2 separate regions of the Nothobranchius furzeri genome follow, and region 2 is linked to region 1. Evidence: chromatin contacts called from public Micro-C data. All regions are on one chromosome and are shown on one strand. Each heading gives the region's core, a stretch centred on a gene start, on an enhancer-like site or on the middle of the called end of the contact. The rest is flanking DNA. Distances are from core to core; before and after follow the strand shown. Region 1 overlaps srebf1 (sterol regulatory element binding transcription factor 1). Region 2 holds the start of LOC107376557 (target of myb1 like 2 membrane trafficking protein).

Region 1 (2,654 bases), core at 77-2,576:
TCATTCTTCCATAGGTTGTGCAATTGCTGGTGTGTGACCTGCTGTTGGTTTTGAGGACAAACATCTGGCGTGTGCAGCAGCAGGGGGCGTGCCCTACGGGTCCTGCAGGACCTGTGCCAGTGGGCACTAGTGTCCCTGCCGGCCATCACCAGGCATCTCCACCAGAACTTCAGGGCTTTCAGCAAGATCTCAGCTCTCTACGCAAGCTGGCACAGAGCTTCAGGCCAGCTATGAGACGAGTAGGTCAAACTTTGACGTTTTTAGATTTCGTACTGAAGTTCAAAAAGATCAGCTTTAGAAACCAGGTGGATAGGCGAGGGACGACTCGAGACTCGGCTCTGTAAGAGGCACAAATGAAAGGAAGCTTTCTGCTGGAAGAGCTAAAAAGAATCTTCTTCACACGCACACACACACACTCGCACGCACACGCACGCACACACACACACACACACACACACACACACACACACACACACACACACACACACACACACACACACACACACACACCCTGAGGCTGATGTGTACTCAGAGCGTTTTAAGTCTCTCTGAGGAAGAGCTGAACATTAGGTGTGAGTCATCATCACTCACCCCCCCACCCCACCCCCCCTCCTCACACCGCTCTTCTCTCCTTCCAGTTGTTTCTTCATGAAGCCACAGCCAGGCTGATGGCCGGGGCCAGTCCCACCAGAACTCACCAACTTCTGGATCGCTCGCTGCGACGCAGAACAACGCCAGGAGCCAAGACAGGTGACGATTTGCCATTTGAAGCTTTTTTTTTGTTATATCAGGCTGATTTTGTCTGCTTGCTCAAGAATAAACAGAACCTGTGTGTACAAGAGAAGCTTCTGATGGAGTGTTTTTTGTTTGCGTTGCAGAAGAGTGCGAGGCGCGGCCCGGCCAGAGGGAGCAGGCTGAGGCTGTGATGCTGGCGTGTCGCTACCTTCCTCCCTCCTTTCTGTCAGCTCCGGGCCAACGGGTGGGCATGCTGGCTGACGCAGCACGCACCCTGGAGAAGCTGGGAGACAAGAGGACCCTTCACGACTGCCAGCAGATGATCATCAAACTGGGCAGTGGCACCACCGTCACCAACACCTAGAGCAAAGGGAAGGCTGGGACTCGCATGTCCTGTAGAATCATCCGCTCTAAATGAAAGCGCACACAGACCTAAACAAAACCAGCTGTTTTTATTTGGATCCCTTCCACAGGCTGGCGTGACCCACACACCAGAATGCACTTACAGTCTTCGCTCTGTTGGGTGCTTCACTGTCACACATTGACCACAAGGAGGAGCCAACTTATCCCTGAGGTGGATGATGACGCAGCAAAGAGATGTTTGCCCTGCAGTCCTTCACAGAGCTCCACCTCCCACCGAGCCTCGGTGTGTGTGTGTGTGTGTGTGTCTGGCTGCTCTGTTGTCTACAGGGTGCAGCGTCTCTTTATCTGTGGGAGAAAAACAACCAAACTTTTGTTCAGGATCGGCTTTTGGAGCTGGTTGTAGTAGCCATCCGCTGCACAGGATTTAAATCTGAAAGAAAAGACTAATGATCCCCTTGCTTTGTCTGCACTACGCCTGTATGGCTGCTTTTAATGAGCTAAAATAATGACAATATGGCTTTATGAAGGTATTTTCATAGAGATTGTGTATTTGTTTTGCCTTGTACATATTTTCTAATGTATTTATAATCTGACAGAACTTTGATTTGGCAGATAGTTTTGATAAGCAGCTCTCTGGTATTCTTAGACAGCATTACAGTATTGTATCAAATACATGTCAAAACTGTGACATCATCAGATTATTAGGCTCTCAGCGTTTGGGTGTTGATCCAACTATGATATCTAAAGAAGGAGCATTCGTCTTTAACACCTCTGAAAGTACTAAACGATGCCCTGTTAGATCTTTAAGCCGTTACAGTTTCTTGTTCTTCGAGAACCACATTTTTTTTATGGATTGTAAAAATATTTATAACCGTTCACTAACATGATTTGTGCGAACCGTGGAGCTGCCACTGTCTTAAAGTACATTTCCTGTAACTCATTGTTCTTGTCTCTTGTTACTCGGTTTCATCCCTATCATGTAAATATGAAATCATTTTGTAAAGAGGTTCTACTGTAATGCTTTTATTTTTATTGGTAATGTGTGTTGATGCCAAAAGAGAAATAAAAGTATGTTCAAGGTTTTGGTGACGTACAAAAATATATTTATAAAGGACTATGTTTCAGTTTCATTGTTTAATTAATGTAATTAGTGTCTTTTCAACAGAGAAAAAAAGTTGAAAATTCTTCCAGTGAATCGTTAGAGTTGTCATGGTAACCAAACACCTGTGTTGCTTACTTTCTGGTGACATCGACTGGCAGGCGCAGACTGAATTGTAAAAGTGAACAGCGAGAGCTTCTGGTAGCAACACACGAATTTAGATGTTTCTACAGTGTTTTTACTAGAAGATATGACAAATAAAAACAGAACCTGCCAGCCTATAGCTGCAACGGCAAATTTGGAAAACAATTAGCTTAACCCTCCCACGGTCCTCCTCAATGAGGAGTGAGCACCACCTCACCCCTGCCACATGGACCTCAAGGGATAAACCATCAACCCTGCTCAATGGTCAACTTTCCTCGTGGGGTCACCCATTAGGACAGTGGGAGGGTTAAAC
Region 2 (2,654 bases), core at 115-2,614, 41 kb before region 1:
TAGTGCATCCATGTTCTCCAAGCGAGAGATATTGTTGTTGGATAAATTCAGCACTTCAAGCTTTTTCAAACCATCCAGGCCTTCAATTTTTGTGATTTTATTGTAGGACAGATCTAAAAGAAAGAATCTAAACGTGAGCATTCCACTGATCAGATTCTTACCAGTGTACACACATTCATGACAAGATTCCTCACTGAGCCAGGTGAGATTATAGAGGCTGTCCAGGCCCTCGATCTTCTCTATCAGGTTGTGAAACAGGTCAAGTTTGACCAGAGATGTGAAGTCGTGTAGAATGTCAATCTTCAGGATGTCTGTAAACAAATCAGCTCACACATAACCAGACACAAACACCTCGCATTGATCGATTAGTCGATTCAAATGATCTGTTCTCACTTTTCAGGTTCAAGTGTAACTGACTGATATCACTCATGTCAACAGTTTGTTTGCCTCCACAAAGTTTCTTGATGTTTAGGGCTTCATCCCTTGTTGCATCCATCAGCATTCGCGTGTTCATCAGAGTGGGCTGTGAATTCATCACGTTTATCCTGTTTGGAAATAAACACACACTGGGCTTTAATTTACACCCTAAGTTATTGTGTTAAGTTAAATTTGTTCAGTTAAAATTATCATAAATATTGGACGATGTGTAAAGGACTGGCTCTAACAGTAGCGTATACGGAAACGTCTTACGAGATATTAAACACGTTATTACAAGAAAGTTTCTTGTTAATACGTAATAACGAGGTACTGATCCTTCATTTTCCCCTCCGCGCTTCCCCAGCTTGTGTGAGAATCGAATATTTTAACAATAATACTCACCACTGACAACTAAAAAACGTAGTCACCGCTCTTTTTTATAGGTATAGTGGGTAAATAAACGTTTAGACCAACGGATTACACGGACAGTACGCCTTGTTACTTGTTACTTAGCAACAAGTAGCGTTTCAGATGCGTTCAGGTACGTCTAAGACAAAGTGTTAAAATAAAACATCAACCTGTTCCACTATTATGTAGGTTTGATTGCGACATTAACACAACTTAAAACTAAACTTAGTTATCAACAATGACTTTATGTACATTTAATTTCAGTTAACATGTTTTAAAAGACCAGTACTCGCTAAAATATTACGATTCTCTTGTCGTTTTATTTACGAAAATAATTGATTTTCATAATTTTAACGCTTTGGCAAATTGTTTAACTTTAAACCGGTGAAAGGATTATTTAAAAAAAAGAAGGAGCAAAATGAGATTTCGTAGAGAAAAACGCGTTTTGTTCTAATATAGCTTGGAAAACTTTGTTGACCAGAGCTTTAGGATACCAATTATGACTGACAATAATTTTAACCAATTGAATTGAAGCTTTGCGTTTTTCGTCCAATAGGGTCTTTGTGTAGGCGGGGCCTACAGGTACCGCCGCGGCCTCTGGGCCTCAGCCCCTGTCATTCCCAAGCGGATCGTTTGTTGTCAAAATGGACTTTTTACTTGGAAATCCTTACAGCACTCCTGTTGGCCAATGCATAGGTACGCCATTCGTCAATGTTTTGCCAAATTATGTGGCGCTTTCTCTTTAGAGCATATTTTTAAACGTACTCTTCGTATGAGCGGAAAAAGCGAGCTGGCTGGCATCTTTTCTAGCAAACGTCATCTGCGTGGAATGAGCTCCCAGCTAATGTGTTAGCTAGCACCTCTAGATAACTTTCGTCCGCCGCTAACAGTCACTCACAAAAGCTCTATGCGTTTGTTTGTCTTAAAACTTTCCAGGGTGTGTGTTTTTAAATAAAAAGTGTGGCTCTGAGATTACGCTAATGTTGCTGTCAGTCCCTGAACGATAGATGGCCAGATTCCTTGGTCAGCCTTGTTGTCCTGAGCTAGAAACCTTCACGTTCTTGTCCAGCAGATATGAAACAAAGCATGTGTGAGTCTAACACATTCATTTGTTGTGACTTCATCAGTTAGCACAACCTTAGATTAGGTCAGTTGTTACCAGTGTCTGATCGATCATTTATGCAAATGATGGAAACGACCTATTTTTTTTACATGAACCATAATCAGAAAGGCTTTGAATTGACTTTATTTTCACTTTTCTTTCAGTAACAGTGTTATTGCTCGTCTTCAGCATTTCCTAGAGTTGTCTCTAGATCTCTGCAGTTCATCCTCTCCAGGCTGAGGCTTTATTTAATCAGATTTCTGTTGCCCTGATAGTAATTTGTACTCTTCAACGGAGAGGACAAGTCATCATTTCACCTGGCTTAAAGAAAGGAGACGCTTCATAATATGACTAACAAGAGTTTAACTTACTGAAACAAGTAGATGAAGGGAAGTCACTAAATACTATAGAAAACACAGGTGCCGACCGGTGGTGCTGACAAGTTAAATAATGGAAGGATGAGGCTTGAAAGACCATAATGAAGAGAGATGGCTCAGAGAGGGACTTTGCAGCTTTTGTTGGCAAGTGCTTGGTGCAGCTTGGCACTATTAAAGCCACGTGATCACCACCGTTGTGTCAGTGTACCAGGATCTAGAAGGGAGGTGACGCCACACCATAATGAATTATTGCTTTTAACTTGTCTGCACAGCTTTAATTACTTGGGGCCATTCTTGCACATTTTACAGTTTGTTTGATTCTGTCTTCCTCTCTCCTTTCGTCACTGTCC

Evidence for each region. Hi-C and Micro-C count contacts between places; a contact is called where the count stands out from the background.
Region 2: a Micro-C map of tail fin shows a contact between it and region 1, with 3 times the contacts expected there. The contact joins the promoter of LOC107376557 here to the enhancer-like site in region 1. A contact is called at or near these places in 2 of 2 Hi-C or Micro-C datasets (skeletal muscle and tail fin).

The regions. Positions count from the first base shown.
Region 1 is chr12:55,483,628-55,486,281 of NfurGRZ-RIMD1, reverse strand. srebf1 (sterol regulatory element binding transcription factor 1) reads left to right here. Exons shown (of 19, transcript XM_015945703.3): 17 at 15-239; 18 at 639-750; 19 at 879-2,180. The coding sequence ends at 1,099. Among protein-coding and RNA genes, the nearest start is that of srebf1, 19 kb to the left of the region's middle. Within about 2 kb of position 1,326, at least 2 of the 3 cell types and tissues checked have an H3K27ac peak or open chromatin away from gene starts, as enhancers often do. A contact at or near this core is called in tail fin, where this site is marked.
Region 2 is chr12:55,524,401-55,527,054 of NfurGRZ-RIMD1, reverse strand. It overlaps LOC107376557 (target of myb1 like 2 membrane trafficking protein), which reads left to right and starts at 1,364. Exons shown (of 14, transcript XM_070542721.1): 1 at 1,364-1,521. The coding sequence starts at 1,470. It overlaps drc3 (dynein regulatory complex subunit 3), which reads right to left. Exons shown (of 13, transcript XM_054750535.2): 1 at 2,299-2,654; 2 at 394-545; 3 at 195-311; 4 at 1-113. The coding sequence starts at 535.